Linked DNA regions of Mus musculus: all the other regions are linked to region 5. The links are chromatin contacts, called in public HiChIP or PLAC-seq and promoter capture Hi-C maps. All regions are on one chromosome and are shown on one strand. Each heading gives the region's core, a stretch centred on a gene start, on an enhancer-like site or on the middle of the called end of the contact. The rest is flanking DNA. Distances are from core to core; before and after follow the strand shown. Region 1 has its middle 60 kb from the start of Psd3. Region 2 has its middle 130 kb from the start of Sh2d4a. Region 3 has its middle 110 kb from the start of Psd3. Region 4 has its middle 84 kb from the start of Psd3. Region 5 holds the start of Csgalnact1 (chondroitin sulfate N-acetylgalactosaminyltransferase 1). Region 6 has its middle 85 kb from the start of Sh2d4a.

Region 1 (2,700 bases), core at 77-2,576, 700 kb before region 5:
GTTGGGAACTGCTGATATAGTGAGTTTTGATTTCAGCGTTACAAATTTTACAGAGAAGTAACTCAGTTCTTCATGGACTTAATCTTAAGTATACAAAAAGCTAAATGTAAAAGTAGAGCTGATATTTCTCTATTGTTTATATTGGAATATTGTTGATATTTCTATTAAGGCAGGGGTGGACACTGCAGCATAGAAGACAGCGACTATCAATTTTTCAGCAACTACAGGTCATGAAAAAATGTGTACCAAGACATTACTTCACTAAAGCTTTACTTCAGGGTAGAAATGGCTAGTCTGAGCACTTACTACTGTCCTCCTAGAGGCCGTCTCTTCCTCGGGATCACACTGATACTCAGCAATGGAACTTGATCCTAGGTAGTCAAACTCCACAACTACTCAACCCAGCTCCTACTAGATTTAACAGCCTGCAACGTAATTGAGAAAATACCTCTACTTACAAATGGAAACTCCAGAAAAGTAAAACACTAACAATCACATAACACCATCATCTATTTTTCTTATCTACCCATTCTTTCCCTATGCTATCAGAAGTATCTGCATGAAAAGCCATGGAAGTAGGTGATGTAAATGAAGAAACAGGCTTCCAAAGACTTCTTCGAAGCGATGGTGACTAGAAGAAACACAAAGGCACCAGGATTCAATCCACAGCCAAGTGGTTTCAAATGTGAAATCCCAGGTTCTATCGTGTGACCTATAACCTACTCATACTGAGCTCTTGCTTGGCCCGGGGCCTGGGACCTGATGGGCTTCAAAATGTGCTGGAAGTGACTTAACTTCCTATAGAAGGCCAAATGTAATCTATGTCTTTCTTTCAAGAGGGGAACGGCCCAAGGAGAGGAAGTTCTAAGAAACAAAATCAGGGTTTCCAACACCAAGTCCTGTGGCCATCTGACAAATACTTATGGTCAAGGGAACACAAACAGGAGTGAGCAGAAAGGAAGTCTCACTCACCTAGACACTACATTCTAGAAGGAATGAACACTCAGACTCCAAATACAGTCAGACATATAACGTACCAAGTAAAGAAAGAAAGAGAGCAGAATAGCGGGACAGAGGATGGAATGGGTACTACCGGAGAAACAGTGGTCAAGGGACATCTTGGTTTAAACTGGGCTCAGAAGACCTGAGAGTTAGGACAATCAGTGGATCCTGCACTTTTATTACGGATCAGAACTTCCTTGTTTTTAACTGGGAGGAAAGAAAGAGTGGATCACAGTGCGAACTGAAAACAGCAGGTTGCAGTGAAAGGAAAGTTAGAAGGCTTTTCTCCCTTGACTGCAAGGAAGCGGTTACCATGGCCTGTTGCCATGGTGTTAGGCAACTAGAGAGAGAGGCATCCCAAGCACCAGGGTATGAAGAGAAAGTACCAGTGAGGAAAAGACAAAAGGCCAGCAGAAATGTCTCTCCCTGGGGTATGTGACAGGCAGCAAGCAAAGCTTTCCAAAAAAAAAAAAAAAAAAAAAAAAACACATGGTGGAAGCCAGGGGAGGAGGAGGAGGAAGAGGAGGAGAAGAGGAGGAAGAGGAGGAGGAGGATACTACTATTGTGAAAAGGGGCTTTGCCCATACTCTACCCACTTTCTCTGTCACTGGCTGTCATAGTTAGGATTTCTATTGCTGTGACAAAAGACCATGAATCAAGTGTGGGAGAAAAAGGTTTATTTGGCTTACACTTCCATATCACTGTTCATTATGGAAGGAAGTCAGGACAGGAACTCAAACAGGGCAGGATCCTGGAGGCAGGAGCTGATACAGAAGCCATGGAGTGTGCTGCTTTCTGCCTTGCTCCCCATGGCTTGCTCAGCTTGCTTTCTTATAGAACTCAGGACCACCAGCCCAGGGATGGAACCACCTACCATGGGTGGGGTCCTCCCCCACTGATCACAAATTGAGAAAGTGCCCTACAGCTGGACCTCATGGAGGTGTTTCCTCAACTGAGCCTCCTTCCTCTCTGATAACTCTAGCTTGTGTCAAGTTGACACAAAACCAACCAGTACACTCACCCATCAAGATACCTACTGCAATATGTAAAAAATCAAAATGAAAGAGCAGCACATGTCTCAAGCACTTCACACATCAAATTACACTACTTCTAGGTAGCCATTTTCTGAAATTCTCATTCTTTTTGCCAAAATACAGCTTCCATTTCAACTTAACTTAGCAGCAAAAGTGAATGAATTTTCTTAAACGAGGGATGACTGAGGAGTAAAAGACTGTGGTAGAAGGGAGAAAAGGTATGGTATAAGGTCAGTCAGAAAGATTATAGGCTATGGCTGGTATGTACAGCTATTAGCAGATAGAATGGTCTAGTATAGCCTTTTGTATATTACCTCTAAGATTGAACCAAAGATTGAACCAGATAAGGAGCATTAATACTGACTTATCAAGTAAGCTAATAAACATTTATTCCTCTCCATAGACACTTCCAAGATCTTGTAATCTGATATTATTAGTGACAGAAAGCTAGATATGTTCATTCTGCTATTAGATCAATGTATTAGGAGTTTTATAAATTGTACATAAGGTCAAAATCCTCCTTAAAGCACAAACAGCAAATTCAAAACAGAAGAAATATTAACTACAAATAAGCATGCCAAAAATATTTAAATCTTAACACATACTCAAAGAAATGTAGATGAGTCAAGATTTTCTAAATAATAAATAATACCATGGATTATTG
Region 2 (2,963 bases), core at 458-2,957, 590 kb before region 5:
TTCTCTTACTGTGATTATAAATTACTTTGAGAAACTATGCACTATTATCTTCTTTCAAGACAGCCTGAAAACTCTTAAATTTCTATTAAGAAAAATCTCAATTTATTTATATGAAAATAAGAATTTTGATAGAAATTGACAGCAAAAATATAATTGTATCTGGATAACCTTACCCAAGAAATTTAAAAAAAAATCTGACTCTGTTTCTTTAACACTTGTAGTTATCTGGCTTAGGTGAGAGCATTTCTCTTTTCTCTGGAAGCTTCTCTTTAGTAGCATCCCTAATTCTCTCCAGATGAAGGGTGGAGATTCACTGCTGTTTCCCGACCTTCAGACTGACACTCCACCTTACTTGGTGATAGTCTAGGTGACAGCTAATCAAAATGGACTTTCAGCCGGGCAGTGGTGGCACACGCCTTTAATCCCAGCACTTGGGAGGCAGAGGCAGGAAGATTTCTGAGTTTGAGGCCAGCCTGGCATACAGAGTGAGTTCCAGGACAGCCAGAACTATACAGAGAAACCCTGTCTCAAAAAACAAACAAACAAACAAACAAACAAAAGACTTTGATTTTTCTCCCCATGGGAGTGGGTTAAATATGTAACTCTTTAAAATATGTAACTCTTTAGATTATATAGTTTTATATAGATTACAAGGTACAATGATTTTATTTAAATATCTCAGTACTACTTGTTTGCCTGTGAGCCTTGATGCCTTAGCATGCATTTGGAACTACAATGTAGCCAGCCCATATGACATACACAACATTGTGCATCTCTCAGAACTTCTGTAGCACAGAGCATTCCATTTATACTCATCAAGCTAATTGGGAAGTTTCTCATCCTTTTTGTCCCCTTGCATGGGACCATCTGAGCCATGATTTGTAAATCCAGAAAACTTTATGCTGTAATCGGTTAGTTCTATCTCTAGTGCTCCAAAGAAGTAGACAGCTAAACCTACTGCTCCAGACACAGCAGGCTGGGTGTGTAGAGTCACCTTGACGGTCTTTGCTGACAACTCATCTGTATTATGACAGAGTTGTCTCATTTACTTCTGGGTCACCACTGAGGCCTGTCTTGTACATTAGCTATTTCTGGACCACCACTGAAGCCCGAGTTCCTCCTCTCTGCCTGCCTGCCTGCCTGCCAACCTATTTGGGTTTCTTTCAGCAATGGATCTGAGAATGAGTGAAAGCAAAGCTTCACTAGACATTTCCTCCTAGGACTTAGACCATTTCAGTGTACTTCTTAAAAGTGAGCTTACCATAGGGTCATTAAAAACATGGCAGCACACTCCACTTTACTGAAAGTATATCCCCCTTCTTTGTGTTTTCCCCAGCCCTGGGATGAAGTGCAGATAAGCTCTGTTTTAATTGGGTTGCCTACCTTAACCTCCTATAGATACCAAAGACAGGGCATTTTAGATATTCATCCATGGTGTATGAGTTTCATGAGCTCTGGCTAGAATTCTGTCTTTATCTGTTTCACTTTACCTAAATCTTTAAAAGAATAAACCAACAAACAACAATTCTCCCTTAACCCAAGCATGTCTCCAGCTGCCCGGCTGCACTTTCTGCGGATTTTCATATGCTCCAACAGAATTGTGTTCACTCAGCTCGAACAATTGCATTTCCAAATTCTGAGTACGGGAGCCATGGCCCAGAGAGAGCAGTGACCCAGGAAAGTCCTGCTCTGCTCCTCTGGGAGGCTGACTCAGACTGGAAATAAGAATTCACCACACTTTCCTTCTTAACAGAAATCTACGGCAAAATTCCTTTCACTCACTTGCTTATTTTTTGCATAAACACACTCTCTGCTGCCCTCAGTAATGGTTTATGTAGAATGTATTTCTCTTTGTTTTCAGAATCTTTCTGGGGCATTTAATTCATATCTTATCACATTTATCATTCTATAAGGTTTGTAGCAATTTCACTGTGTTGTACTATCACCCCACTCTGTGATTCCAGAACTCTTTTGATCTCATCACGAGTGTCCTTCATGTCAGTTAGAGAGTTATTTGTCTCTCTCCTCTCTCACCTTCCTCTGGAAACCAGCGACCTACTTTCTGTCTGTCTGTATTTGCCTAGTCCAGGCATTTCATATGAATAAAACCACGCAATATGTAGCCCTTTCGGTTTGCTTTTCTGATTTCTCTTCCTCTCTCCATTCCTTACTTCTTCCCTCCATCCTCCTTTCTTTCCTAACACCCTCTTTCTTGCTTTCTTTCTAACAGTTTCTCAGTGTAATCCACCTATCCTAGAGCTAAGTAATCCTTAATCCTTAGATCAGATGGTGTTCCTGTCTCAGCGTCCCCTGCTCTGCGATTACAGGTACACGTTACCTTAACTAGCTTATTTATTTTTTTCAGTTAAGATAGCAGAGGCTGGAGAGACGGTTTGGCAGTGAAGACTACAGGCTGCTCTTGAAAAGGACCTTAATTTTGTTTCCAGAATCTGCATGGCAGTTCACAAACACCAGTAACTCTAGTTTCATGGAACCTGATGCTTTGTCTGCCTTCTGGGTTCTGGAATGTAAGTGGATCGGTATATATAAATGCATGTAGTTTTTTCACATACACACACACACACAACAGAGGAAAAATAAATCTTATAGGCTGTTGAGATGGCCCAACATGAAAAGGCTTTTGTCATGGTTAGGACAATGTCTGCAAGGTATATCAATGTTACAGAATGAAACAATGGAATGGCTGTGTTTACTGTATGGCTAAAAACATTATGCTTCCAGTTAAGAGATATTGAAGTTGCACCAACTTTGGGGCTATGTTACTATGAACATTAAATAAAATGGGAATGTAGTGATACACACACACACACACACACACACACACACCTTTATATTTCTGTTGTGTATTGAGTGTAGTTACCTGTATGAATAAAACGGTTTATTTATGTATTCAGTTAAGAGATACTAAATCTCATAGAAAAGAAAGTGAGAAATACCCTTGA
Region 3 (2,740 bases), core at 60-2,559, 650 kb before region 5:
ACTTGTCTTAGATCAAGAGAGGTCTCTGCCTGTAGAATGCCTGGATAATTAAGGGTTAAATTTTATGACTGGCAGCCCTGGGGCAAACAGCTGCCAGCAATTACATTTTTTCAGTGATTCTCTACAAACCACCACTCTCTGCCTCTCTGGGGCTCCCTGCCAGCAGGACTTTTATTCCTATGGAAATGTAGCCATAAATCTCTTCAGGAAGCAGAAAATAAGCTAGGTGCTTGAGTAGACAAGGTACTTAAGAACATAAGCACACACACACACACACACACACACACACACACAGAGAGAGAGAGAGAGAGAGAGAGGGGGGGGGGAAGAGAGAGAGAGATGCAATGGCAGTCAGCTTCTGATTATCTATTGACAAACTTCACTGTGGATTTCAAGCCTTGAGGTGCCTCTCAACCCTGGCAGCTCCCTGAGTTCTAGGCTACTCCCCCAGGACCTCTAGGGTATAGCAAAGCTGATTCAGACTACAGATTTCATTACACACAGGGATTTGGGATCCCTGAACTAGAGGGGCCATTAAATACATGTAACAATATTATTTATATGATAAAATTCCTCCACTGGGGATTGGTGCCCTGGCTAGGCATCACCTCTCTTCCTGGAGCTTTTCCAGTAGTAAAACCCTGGGAGTGGGAGTGAGCAGAGAACAAATGAATGGAGGAAAAGACATTGATAAGAGAGCTGAGGGCTGGCAGAGGGGGGAGGGGTGGAGCAAACAGCTTTTGCTCCGCCTAAGTTGTACTGTTGAGCCCTAAGGGCAGAGCCTGATTCATTGCTGTTCTCTACGACCTTACATAACACCTGGCACAAGGAAGTACTCAGAAGCAATGTGGTGAGTGATATGAATTAATCAGCAAGATCTGTCCCTCTCCTCCCTATGGACAGAAACATGTTAGCAAAACGACCACAATACTTGTACTCCGGGAGAAACTGACATAATACCCTGTCCTAGGAGCCAAGTTTTAGACTGGTAGGCTTTCTGGTCTGATGATTCTGGTGGCAGATAATGTCTACTCACCTTCAAGTTTGGTCACTGAATGTCTTTGGCTTAGACTTGTTGAAAAAATGAAATACTATGCAAATTTGCTTTCTATCCTTCGTTATGCAGTAGCCCTGGCTTGCCCAAACCTAGAAACAAGTAGCATGCACATTCAAAGACTTCAAAGAGCTAGGGCAGCCGGCTTCTGATTCATTCTCCAGAAGTCTCTGCCAGAAGTAGCAGTCAGGGTGAGGCCAATGGGCTTGTTGGCTTCCCCCTGGGACTGAAATAAAACAGCAAGCCTGGTGAGACAGTGGAACCAGTCTTCTCGGCTCTTCAAAGAGGCCCGGTTCCACTCTCTCCTCCAGGGCACATAGTCCTGGCAGATCTATTGCCTGAAAACAGAAGAGCACCTGGAGACACTTTTATAGGATCCTTTTATGAGGGCAGTGTGTTCTTTTATCCCCCTCCCCCTGCTGGTTAAAGTCCACACCTTTGAAAGGCAGATTTCTAAAGAAATGGTTGCAGCTTTGAGCGCAATAAAAAGCAGTGAGTTTGTGAAGATGGATGGATAAAAGAGCCTAATAGTACTCAGCCATTGAATGAATAGTTTATGTACTCTGCATGGTTTAATTACCAATGTGCTAGCTTATGAAGAACGAGTACTGGCTTAAAATCAGCAAGTGGCCAATAAACACGGAACTGTGAAATGTTTGTTGAGCTGCAAGCTGGCAGGATAGAATGTGATTATGAATCTCTAAGTAGATCCATTCACAAAATAAAGAAGACCAACATTGTTTATTCTGCACGGGCAGGGGAACAAGGAAGTATAACCGGGTCTTCTCATGTCACATAAACTTGGGACTGCTGCACAAGATGCCATTTTCCTTGGACCGCTAAAGAGAAATATGATAGAAATAAGCTTTACCAACAGCAATTCATTTTCTCAGGGTTCTGGAGGCAGCAAGTGTCAGCAGGCTTGATCGCTTGAGGCTTCTTTACTTTGCTTGCCAATGGATGTACCCTGTGCCACATCAGGGTCACACTTGATGCATGTACGCCCTGGCTACTCTCTAATTCTTGATCTTCTTGCCATAGCCTACTGAATATGGAGATTGCAGGTGACTTCAGTCAGCTTGCATTAGTGCTACCTCTGGTGACCTCAGTTTCCCTCACCTCTTCACAAACCTCATCTTCAAACACATTTACATGTGTTAGTTAGTATAGGAACATGAATTGGAGGGAGCACAATTGACTCTCCAAAAGCTTCTAAACTGAGGTGTTCTTTTTAAAGAAGAGAGAAAAATATCTCCCACAACTGTAGTCTTACTCACAAACACAACAGTTGCACTCCTTATGCCTCTGAGTCACCGTGAGCCTCTAAGACTCTACCTGGGAGTTGTGTGACCCTTTCACAGGGGGCGCATATTAGATATACTGCATATTAGATGTTCATGTTACCATTTATAATAGTAGCAAAGTTAGAGTAATGAAGAAGCAACAAACATAATTTTAGGGTTGGAGTTCACCACAACATAAAAAACTATATAAAAGGGCCCCATATTTGGAAGATTGACAACCACTGCCCTAAAGTAAAACTCTCTGTCTTTGATCCATCTCTGATGCATGTCAGCTTGCTTGTTAATTGATTGTTTGCCATTAATAATGCTTAAAAAACTATTACAAGAGAAGGTGATGTGTTTATAAAAAGATAAAGAGGTATAAGAATATGTTCTATGGGGG
Region 4 (2,898 bases), core at 309-2,808, 680 kb before region 5:
TTTAAATGAATATATCTACTTTCATTTTATTAAAATTTCATATCTCTCATATACATTCCCCACACTGGTGCTTATCAGACATGAGGGGGTAAGTGAGAACAATTTCCAAAGTCTACCAATGCCTAGTCAGTAAACACACCCCAGCAGCCAGAATGTCAAGAGGGATACGTCAGCTCAAGTCAGACAATGACATCCCTTAAAGCACTTTACCTGAATGCCTTGCTGCATAGCACAATAGCCATAAGCTAGCTAGGACTTTACAAATTCACTGAACTAAATAAAATGTAAAATTCAGCTCTTGAGAATAACCATATTTCAGGTACATACAGATTCTGGCTACTGAACAGGGGCGGTCTGGGACATTATGAACAGGACAGAAAGATCTACTGAAGAATGCTGATGAAGAGGATAGAGTCCATGAATGTTCACAGGTGCTGAAGTTTTAGGAACAGCAAGGCCAGTATTTACCAATTGTAGAGTTTGACTCTCTTAAGAATGGCTCTAGGTCTCTACATGTTCCTTGAAGGTTCTTTTAGGTCAGCTTAGGTCAGTGGCAAAACCTGTTCACAGACTCCGCGAATAAATGAGTAGATGAATGAATAGTATGCGCCTTAATTTCTGCCCTAATTTACGCAGAAGATATCAGGGCCTGGAAAGCAATAGTGCCTTGTTTATTTGTTTTGTTTTCTCATGGAGATTTTATTAGAAGATGCAAGTGTCAGCAGGCCAGGCAAGGAGCTTATAGACCCTGCAGAGCCACCAGAAAGCAATCTGTAAATCTGTCCAAAAGGAACTGCATCATTCGAGCAGAAAGCTCCAACCCGGGGGCTGATGAGATGGCTCAGCGGTTAAGAGCACCGACTGCTCTTCCAAAGGTCCTGAGTTCAAATCCCAGCAAACACATGGTGGCTCACAACCATCCGTAACAAAAATCTGATGCCCTCTTCTGGAGTGTCTGAAGACAGCTATAGTGTACACACATTAAATAAATAAATAAATAAATCTTAAAAAAAAAAAAAAAAAAAAAAAAAAAGAAAGCTCCAACCCAAGAAAGTAGTATACACTCCCCAAAGCTCTTGACGCGCACACACAGGGTTAGTCACAGGAGATGCCCTGAAAGATCGAACAGCCTGATGCCAATTTCATGGTAATTTTCTACTGCAAATTTGCTAGAAAGTAATACAATGGCAAAGCCAGCAAGCATCTAACTGCACACAGTCTGTGCCATTCACTCAGAGTCCCCTTGCCTCAGTGTCCTGTGACTCATTCTACCTTGCCCAGCAGCTTCTTGGAAAATAAAGTTTTCAAAACCCTGAATTCCAAAATAGCTAGCAGAAGTTCACCTACGGAAAAGCAATCCCATTAATGCTTCACCAGTGACCTCCTGCAGGGCAAGCGAGGGAAGCTACAGCAGCTTTTTAACATGTTCTGTTTCCCATGTGCACTGACCGACAGCCACAGAAGAGGCAAGCTGCTTCATTTCTCAATGTATCTTTCCTTAGCGAAGGTCTGAGAACAGAAGGCTAGACAAGCAGGGAGCAGCTGTGGCCTGATCTTATGAAAGCCCTCTGCTGGTTCCCTAGCCCCCTCTTATTGTTTCAGACAGACTTTCAAAGAGCCCTGAGCTCCAGTTCCTGGGAAAAAATAACAAGGAAAAGCAGTCCTCTCTGTGTCAACACCACTGTGGCAGAAACATCCAGATACTTCTCTGAGGTGACATAATTAGGAATTAGAATAAGCGAGGCTCACATTCAACTTTAAATTGTTAATCTGCTTCATCTTTTATTTTAATTATTTATGACTATAGGGTACTCTTTAATGTTCTCTGGATAAGAAATTATACAATTTCTATCTCTTGAGCCAAGAAATACTATTGCTGCTGTTTAAGCCAATAGAATTGTTGGTGAATTAGTCTGATAAATTAGTCATTGCCTTTTAGAGCCAAAATGTCAGTTTCTGCAGCACAGAGTGCTAACTGTGAGGCCATAGGAAAGGGATTAAGCAGACCCCTACTTGAGTTTGAATATTTGCTTCACAGCTTTAATAGCTGTGGGATCCTGAGCAACAAAAATTTCTCAGGACTTCCAAAATAGAGATGATGACAGTACTGACTTCTCGGCTATGCACGTCATAACTCAGTCAATATTACCTATGCCTGTGGCACCTCACTATAAAGAATGCATTTTCTAAAAGGTAGGGCTTGAGATGAGACTAAAGACAAGTCTGCTTCTCAGACAACCTGCATGAAAAGAAGGGTCTTCCAAACACAAGGACTTGAGTCTGCTCCTGAAACCATGTACAGAATGTGCCAGACACAGTGGTACCCACATGTAATCCCATCACTGGGGAAACCAAGACAGGAAGGCTCACTAACCAGCCACCAAAAGTGGATAGGTCCTAAGGACCAGCACCTGATGTCCTCTGGCCTGCACATGCACATGTGTACACATCCGTGCATATACACAAACTCACAGCATGAAAAAAAAAATGGCAGCCCTGACGCTCTCATGGAAGGAGAGAACTGGTAGCTTTCAGCTTCCTTATATCACAGTCATTGCCAAAAGAGAATTATCTACCACCTCTGTGCCCTGGAGTTTCAACAAAGTCCTTGTCAGCTTGGCAACGGTAACTTCGATTTCAGTTTGTTGACATTCTGGGCACAGCAAAAAATCGTTCATTTGGTAGGGCAAACAAACATTGCAAGGACATGTGCTATTTTTGTGTAAATAAGATATAGCATAAGCAAAGATTCATTATTAATGTTATGAGCTACACATTATTTTCCAACAAGGCACAACAATTTGGATTGTAAAACTTGTCAACCACACACTTCAAATTCTCATTATATACTCAGTCACTACAAATAGCAGCAGCATTTGGAACTTTGGAAAATGGTCA
Region 5 (2,759 bases), core at 133-2,632:
TGTTCTTCACCCTACGAAGCTCACTTCCTGAGCTCACCCTAGTGAAGCACATTGGACACATCCATTAGGTAGTTGATTCAATGCAGAGGAGTGATCATATATGTATTAGGTTCCTACAATGGGAATTGCCCATCTCATATTTTCTGGAAGCTCAACACATAATCCCTCTGTTACAGCAATCCCTCTTCTGTGTGTTCAGGTGACCTTTTATGCCTAGAGAACCAGTTACTCTCTGCCTTACACTTCTGTTTCCAAGTTTGTTAGACTTCTCTCCACGCAGCAGAACCCATAGTTTATTAATGCTCAAGGACCATAATAATTGGAGCTCTCTTGAACAAAAAGTGTCAACACAATCCAATAAACCCCGTGGAATTGCTAGGGTTTACTAGATATTTAAATTCTTTATAAATATAGAATCGTAGTTAGTTGTCTTTAATGACATTTAAGTCAAAACTGTGCCAAGTCGTTGCAATCTGAATAAAAAATGGATTTTGCAAAATACAGCCATCCGATCATTCATTACTACTTCATTTTTAGCGTCCACTGAGGATATGTACAATAGTGTTAACGTCTTTTCCTCCATAACTTCAGAATCACTGACGACAGGGGTACAGGTGCAGGAAGTGTGGCGGAAACAAACAACTTTGCCTTCGCCCAGCACAGCTTTCCTTTTCCTCCAGCCCTCGGAATGCCCCACTGCACCCCTAGACCATTCCCTGGAAGAGCTTCTCCCCGCCCCTGGCACATACAACTGCATGCAGTCACATGCAGATGTGAAGACCCTTGGGATCCAGAGAGTCACCATCGCGGCGGCACAATGCAGGGGAGCGTGCTGCCCACGGGCCACCCTCTTCATCACAGCAAATACAATCCAAAAACAGCAAACTAGAGGCACCCGCACATATGCCAAGGCTACTTTGAAGTGGGGTTTCTGGAGAGTAAGCCAACAGCTGGGGGCTCAATTACCGCTGAAGAAGCTGAGCTGGCCGTGGGGTGCGGCACGGGACCCTCGCGCGTCCACCTAGAGACACCGATCCCTCCACGCGCCTCGCAAGGGCTACAGAGGGCAGTGATTCCGGAGTCCTCAGCCCTAGGACAGCAGTGGTCTCTGGAAGCCAGCGGTGCAGGCGTCCTCCCGGCTGACAGAGAGCCACCCTGAGGTCGAGGTCGGGGGCAGTGGCGCGGACTGGAAAACGGCAGCGACACGCCCGCACATAGCGGGCCACACCCGTCCAGCCCTCAGGGTAGGGACCCCGACTTACCCCAGGCAACACTGCAGACAGCGGAGCCGGATCCCTCGGCTACGCTGCTCCCCTGCTGCCGCTGAACTTTCCCTCCTGCGAGGCGGCCCTGGGCTCGGCTCCACCTCCAGTTCCAACAGCCGCTGAGCCTCCAGGGACCCGGAGCAGTAGGGGGAGGGGGAAAGCGGGGAGCGCGGGCTGAACAGCGGCCAAGCACAGCGCCGGCCTCCGAGTGGGAGCCCGAGGAGCCGAGAGCTGAGAGGTGGGGGTAGCGTGGGCCTCAGGGCTGGGGTCGTGTATGGCTGCAGTCATCTAATTCCTCCAGGGCCAGTCTGCAGTGCGTCCCCGCTCCAGGTCCGAGCAGAGCAGGGTGCCCTGGTTGAGAGACTGTCACTGCAGGGAGCATGAGTGGAGAGCAGGGTCTCCTGTACCGTAGAGACTTCAAGTGTGATTGATCACCAACATCAGAGAAGTTGGCGATAGAGACTAGGGCACTGTTGGAAGTTGCGCCCCAACAGAGAGGGGGCATCTATCCTACAAGTTCGTCCCCACTCCCCAACTCATCCCCGAGGCATTTGCGCTGCTAGGACTGTCCTAATGGCTTGCCTCCAAAACTTCTTACACTCTACTTGAGAGAATTAATAAGATAGTCACTGTTTTGGGTGCCCTGAGTTGTAGTAATAAGGCCTTCAGTAAGAAGCTTTTATTTACAAAAGATCAGAAACCCCTTTAACCCTTCAGCCCCAACTGTGGCTAAGCGATGTCTGTAAGGACCTCTAGCGGCCACATCCCTACATCAACTCAGCTGAGATTCGTGGAAAAATAGAAGAATCCGTGTTTGCCAAATCACAAAACATACAGTGTAATTTTTCTAGCTGCATCAAAGTACTGCATGATAGGAAGATAACAAAGAGTTAACACTGCATAGATATGCACGTACATATGTGGACATCAGTTATTTCTCACAGATTAGCTCCTAGCATCCTCAAAAGGCAATCATATGGCAATTTCCATTTGCAGATGGACGTCACTAGGTGGAAGTCAGGGTTTTTTGATTTCACACTTAGTAGGTAGTCGGGCAACTTCTTCAGAGCTTTTGTCCTAACTGCCACTAAAGCATTCCTGTCTTCATCTACTGATAGGTTCTTCTAGTTCTGATTGCTTTCACCTACTGAAGTAGCTCTCATCTCTTTACTCAATGGTGTCTCCAGAATCATGTAATAAAGTTATACATAGGTTTTAGTTTGGAAAAATGGGCTAGAAATTCTGAGTATGCCATGGCCCCAGCACAGACATGCCCTGCAGGCTATGTGAAAGATAGAGAACATACTTTATATCTTGCGTGCGCCCGACTCAACCAGCAAGAATGACGCTGCAACAGGATCCTTCTGCACACGTTTATTGGGAGAGCTTGATTGCAGAAGCAAAGAGACCCCAAGCCCAGAACTTGTGCTGCTTATATAGGCCTAGGAGAGGCGTGTCTCACACCCAGATTGGTTATGCACTATACCTCATTTG
Region 6 (2,787 bases), core at 179-2,678, 540 kb before region 5:
CTCTGACTTTTGCACATACACACACAAAAACATACATACATACAAAAACACACATGCAAGGACACAAACACAAGAACACACAAGAATAAACACAGGAAAAACCCCACAAGAGCATACACAAAGAACACACACACATGCTCTCTCTCTGTCTCTCTGTCTCTGTCTATCTATCTCTCTCTCTTACACACACACACACACACACACACACACACACACACGGTTCTATTGGTCAGGCTGTTGCATATCTTTGGGAAGCCATCATTTATACTACCTATACCAACTAAAGTCAAGTTTGCATGTCCTAGTCACAGTTTTGAAAGTATAGGATTGCTGTCTTACTTTTTCAAAGGTACCATTGACATAATTAGACTTTATGTATTTCTGGTACAAATTGGAAACCAGTCCAATCTGGCTTCCTTGGCCTCTGCTCAGAAAAGTGTGCTCACATCCTCACAGATCGTTTCCCTTTTTCCTGTTTGTCTAACTCACTAAGAGAGTACATTCATAGACCCAAGGTGCATTCATAGATCCAAGGAGGCACAAAACTAGCATCCAAAGCTACAGTCTACATATTTTGTGATGTTGTGGTGAATCTGTGCATCTCAGCTTCTGCTTTTGGCATTTTAATAATGAGGACATTGAAAAAAATCAGTTCTTCCTCACCCTCCATATTTCCATTGTAGTCGACATTATTGATAAATAAAAGTAACCTTTTGTTTCTAACGATTTAGCACTTCTCAGTTAACCTAGTCCCTTCTCTGGAATCTCACCATCAGGCTCTTTCCCAGTTTTTGCTTCCTTCAAAGTCTAAAGGGAAAATGAAGGGATTTCTAGGTCTAATTTTCTGAAGGAATCACCACACCAATGAACAGAGCTTGTGGATAAGGCAGTGTATTTAAATTAATCAATATGTAGTTCAGAGGATCTATGTGTTATTACTCTGAAACAGAAAACAGGCTCAATATTTCACATGCCTCTCATTTTTCTTTCTATTGGGAAACATGGCTTGATGTGTTACCACCACTCTGCCTCATCCTGACACACTGAAGTCGGGAAGAGGAAGGCCAGCAGGACAGGTCAGCAAGATACCAGGAGCTGGCCCCCACAGGCCCCAATACCTGGGTCCTTACCTGACATGACTTCTCTATGAGGTCTCCTGTAAGGCCATTTCTGAGTTCTACCAGGTCCTCTGTTGCCATCCAGAACTCCAGATTCTATGGGATCTTTGCCAAAGAGTTTTACTCTGTAACCCCACGGTTAAATCAGAGCATCTTACTGTAACATGTGAGGAATGCCATTATCACAGTACAGGAATCTGAACAACCCCAGGAGTGCACCATGGAAAGTCTCTGGAGAAGTATCTCATCACATAATGAGTTCTCTCTGGGTCATTTCCAGGACAGGAAAGAACTGCATGACTGCTCAACCTCCAAATGATTGCATCAGACTTACTGTTAGACATGATGTCAATCCAGAGCAAGGCTGTATATTGTGTGGAGAGCAGCTTATTGCAAATGTAAGGGGAAAAAAGGCTATTTACTGTGCATTTCCTACGTCAAGCTTGGAACGTTACCTCTTCACTAACAGTTTGTTAGCAATTTTGATGTGTTCTGTTCTCAGGTCTCCTTCCAAGTCTTTAGTCTACTCACTTGTTGCTTATTTTGTTGTTTTATTTTATTTTTTAAACTTTAAAAGCGTAGTCAAATTATAAGAAAAAATCTACCCTATAGTCAAGCACAAGATATTCTGTACAATAAATATATTTGTGATAAGTCATTGGATCAAGATCAAGTGCAAAAATACATAGTCAGTTTTTACAACATTAAATTAGTAGACTAGAACCATTAATCATTTAGTGCCTACTAAAGCTAGGAGGCAAAATACTATATCCTCTATTATCATGAAGAGTCTTCATTCATAACAAAAAAATGAAAATAATATTTAAAAATCACATTTTCTTATTGATTTTTGCATGCAGTGTTAGTAGAGCATTTATCTTTCAGGGAGAAGAGTAGGAAAAGTTATCTTATTTGAGTATTCAAAATTGAGTAAACCCTTTCCCTCTTAAAAAATATGGAAAAGTAAGAGAGAGAGGAGGAGAGGAAGTTTCATGTTTGTTGCCATAATGAAGCACCCTGACAAAAAGAGCAACTTTTGGGGAAAAGGGTTTATTTTTGCTTACAATTCTAGGACATCATTGTGAGAATGTCAAGGCAGTAACTTCAAATAGCTGGTCCCATCTCATCCACAGTTAGGACCAGAGAGAAAAGGATACATATGCATTCACATGCTATGTGCTCAGTTTGGCTTGTTCATATATACAGTTCAAAATGATTTGCCCAGGGGATAGCTGCCAACAATGGGCTAGGTCTTCCCATATCAATTAATTAAGATAGTTCCTACAAACATGCCCACAGGCCAACCCAAAGTAGACAATAACTCATTGAGGTTCTTCAGGTGAGTGTAGGTTGGGTCAACGTGACAATTAAAACTATCTACCAGAGAAAGAGAGAATGAAAACGAGAGGGGGGAGGAGGAGGGGGGAGCAGGTGAGGAGGGGCAGGGAGAGGCAGAGGGGGAGAAATCTACTCTAGTCAAGTTATGAAGACAGCAAGGTTCCTTATATCATGTTTACTAGTCATTTTATACAGAAAACAAAAGAAAAAGGAATGGTTAAAAAACATAAAAGCAAAGAAAGAAGTCAATATTTAAAAGACTTCTTAGTAGTCCCTTCCTCCTTCCCAGTGGCAATTTCTGTCTTTGTGTCCAGTTCCCATTTAATATCTA

The links. Promoter capture Hi-C pulls out the DNA fragments that hold promoters and counts their contacts. HiChIP or PLAC-seq counts read pairs in DNA pulled down with a chosen protein or histone mark.
Region 1: an H3K4me3 HiChIP or PLAC-seq map of forebrain shows a contact between it and region 5, with 4 times the contacts expected there. The contact joins the enhancer-like site here to the promoter of Csgalnact1 in region 5. A contact is called at or near these places in 17 of 39 promoter capture datasets (the 3T3-L1 cell line, 3T3-L1-derived adipocytes, the C10 cell line and 10 more), 1 of 484 Hi-C or Micro-C datasets (bone marrow-derived macrophages), 3 of 115 datasets of contacts at active chromatin or transcription factors (embryonic stem cells, forebrain and large pre-B cells) and 2 of 9 other capture datasets (adipose tissue and embryonic stem cells).
Region 2: a promoter capture Hi-C map of hematopoietic stem and progenitor cells shows a contact between it and region 5, with 4 times the contacts expected there. The contact joins the enhancer-like site here to the promoter of Csgalnact1 in region 5. A contact is called at or near these places in 10 of 39 promoter capture datasets (the 3T3-L1 cell line, 3T3-L1-derived adipocytes, embryonic stem cells and 3 more), 3 of 115 datasets of contacts at active chromatin or transcription factors (bone marrow-derived macrophages, large pre-B cells and pro-B cells) and 2 of 9 other capture datasets (embryonic stem cells and liver).
Region 3: an H3K4me3 HiChIP or PLAC-seq map of forebrain shows a contact between it and region 5, with 6 times the contacts expected there. The contact joins the enhancer-like site here to the promoter of Csgalnact1 in region 5. A contact is called at or near these places in 16 of 39 promoter capture datasets (the 3T3-L1 cell line, 3T3-L1-derived adipocytes, the C10 cell line and 9 more), 7 of 115 datasets of contacts at active chromatin or transcription factors (the NIH/3T3 cell line, astrocytes, embryonic stem cells and 3 more) and 3 of 9 other capture datasets (adipose tissue, embryonic stem cells and macrophages).
Region 4: a contact with region 5 is called in an H3K27ac HiChIP or PLAC-seq map of stem cell-derived neural progenitor cells, with 12 times the contacts expected there. The contact joins the enhancer-like site here to the promoter of Csgalnact1 in region 5. A contact is called at or near these places in 7 of 39 promoter capture datasets (the C10 cell line, the HPC-7 cell line, cranial neural crest and 3 more), 1 of 15 datasets of contacts at CTCF or cohesin (large pre-B cells), 1 of 484 Hi-C or Micro-C datasets (embryonic fibroblasts) and 7 of 115 datasets of contacts at active chromatin or transcription factors (embryonic forebrain, embryonic limb bud, embryonic stem cells and 4 more).
Region 6: an H3K27ac HiChIP or PLAC-seq map of the NIH/3T3 cell line shows a contact between it and region 5, with 8 times the contacts expected there. The contact joins the enhancer-like site here to the promoter of Csgalnact1 in region 5. A contact is called at or near these places in 13 of 39 promoter capture datasets (the HPC-7 cell line, HPC-7-derived erythroid cells, the SN4741 cell line and 8 more), 1 of 484 Hi-C or Micro-C datasets (neural progenitor cells), 7 of 115 datasets of contacts at active chromatin or transcription factors (the NIH/3T3 cell line, embryonic fibroblasts, embryonic stem cells and 3 more) and 2 of 9 other capture datasets (embryonic stem cells and liver).

The regions. Positions count from the first base shown.
Region 1 is chr8:68,032,900-68,035,599 of GRCm38.p6, forward strand. It overlaps a transcript of Psd3 not described here. Among named protein-coding and RNA genes, the nearest start is that of Psd3, 60 kb to the left of the region's middle. Within about 2 kb of position 1,327, at least 24 of the 459 cell types and tissues checked have an H3K27ac peak or open chromatin away from gene starts, as enhancers often do. A contact at or near this core is called in forebrain, where this site is marked.
Region 2 is chr8:68,142,869-68,145,831 of GRCm38.p6, forward strand. It overlaps a transcript of Psd3 not described here. Among named protein-coding and RNA genes, the nearest start is that of Sh2d4a, 130 kb to the right of the region's middle. Within about 2 kb of position 1,708, at least 21 of the 459 cell types and tissues checked have an H3K27ac peak or open chromatin away from gene starts, as enhancers often do.
Region 3 is chr8:68,082,447-68,085,186 of GRCm38.p6, forward strand. It overlaps a transcript of Psd3 not described here. Among named protein-coding and RNA genes, the nearest start is that of Psd3, 110 kb to the left of the region's middle. Within about 2 kb of position 1,310, at least 96 of the 459 cell types and tissues checked have an H3K27ac peak or open chromatin away from gene starts, as enhancers often do. A contact at or near this core is called in the SN4741 cell line, adipose tissue, forebrain and 2 more, where this site is marked.
Region 4 is chr8:68,057,338-68,060,235 of GRCm38.p6, forward strand. It overlaps a transcript of Psd3 not described here. Among named protein-coding and RNA genes, the nearest start is that of Psd3, 84 kb to the left of the region's middle. Within about 2 kb of position 1,559, at least 15 of the 459 cell types and tissues checked have an H3K27ac peak or open chromatin away from gene starts, as enhancers often do. A contact at or near this core is called in stem cell-derived neural progenitor cells, where this site is marked.
Region 5 is chr8:68,733,764-68,736,522 of GRCm38.p6, forward strand. Csgalnact1 (chondroitin sulfate N-acetylgalactosaminyltransferase 1) reads right to left here and starts at 1,383. Exons shown (of 10, transcript NM_172753.5): 1 at 1,263-1,383.
Region 6 is chr8:68,190,538-68,193,324 of GRCm38.p6, forward strand. It overlaps a transcript of Psd3 not described here. Among named protein-coding and RNA genes, the nearest start is that of Sh2d4a, 85 kb to the right of the region's middle. Within about 2 kb of position 1,429, at least 28 of the 459 cell types and tissues checked have an H3K27ac peak or open chromatin away from gene starts, as enhancers often do. A contact at or near this core is called in the NIH/3T3 cell line and embryonic fibroblasts, where this site is marked.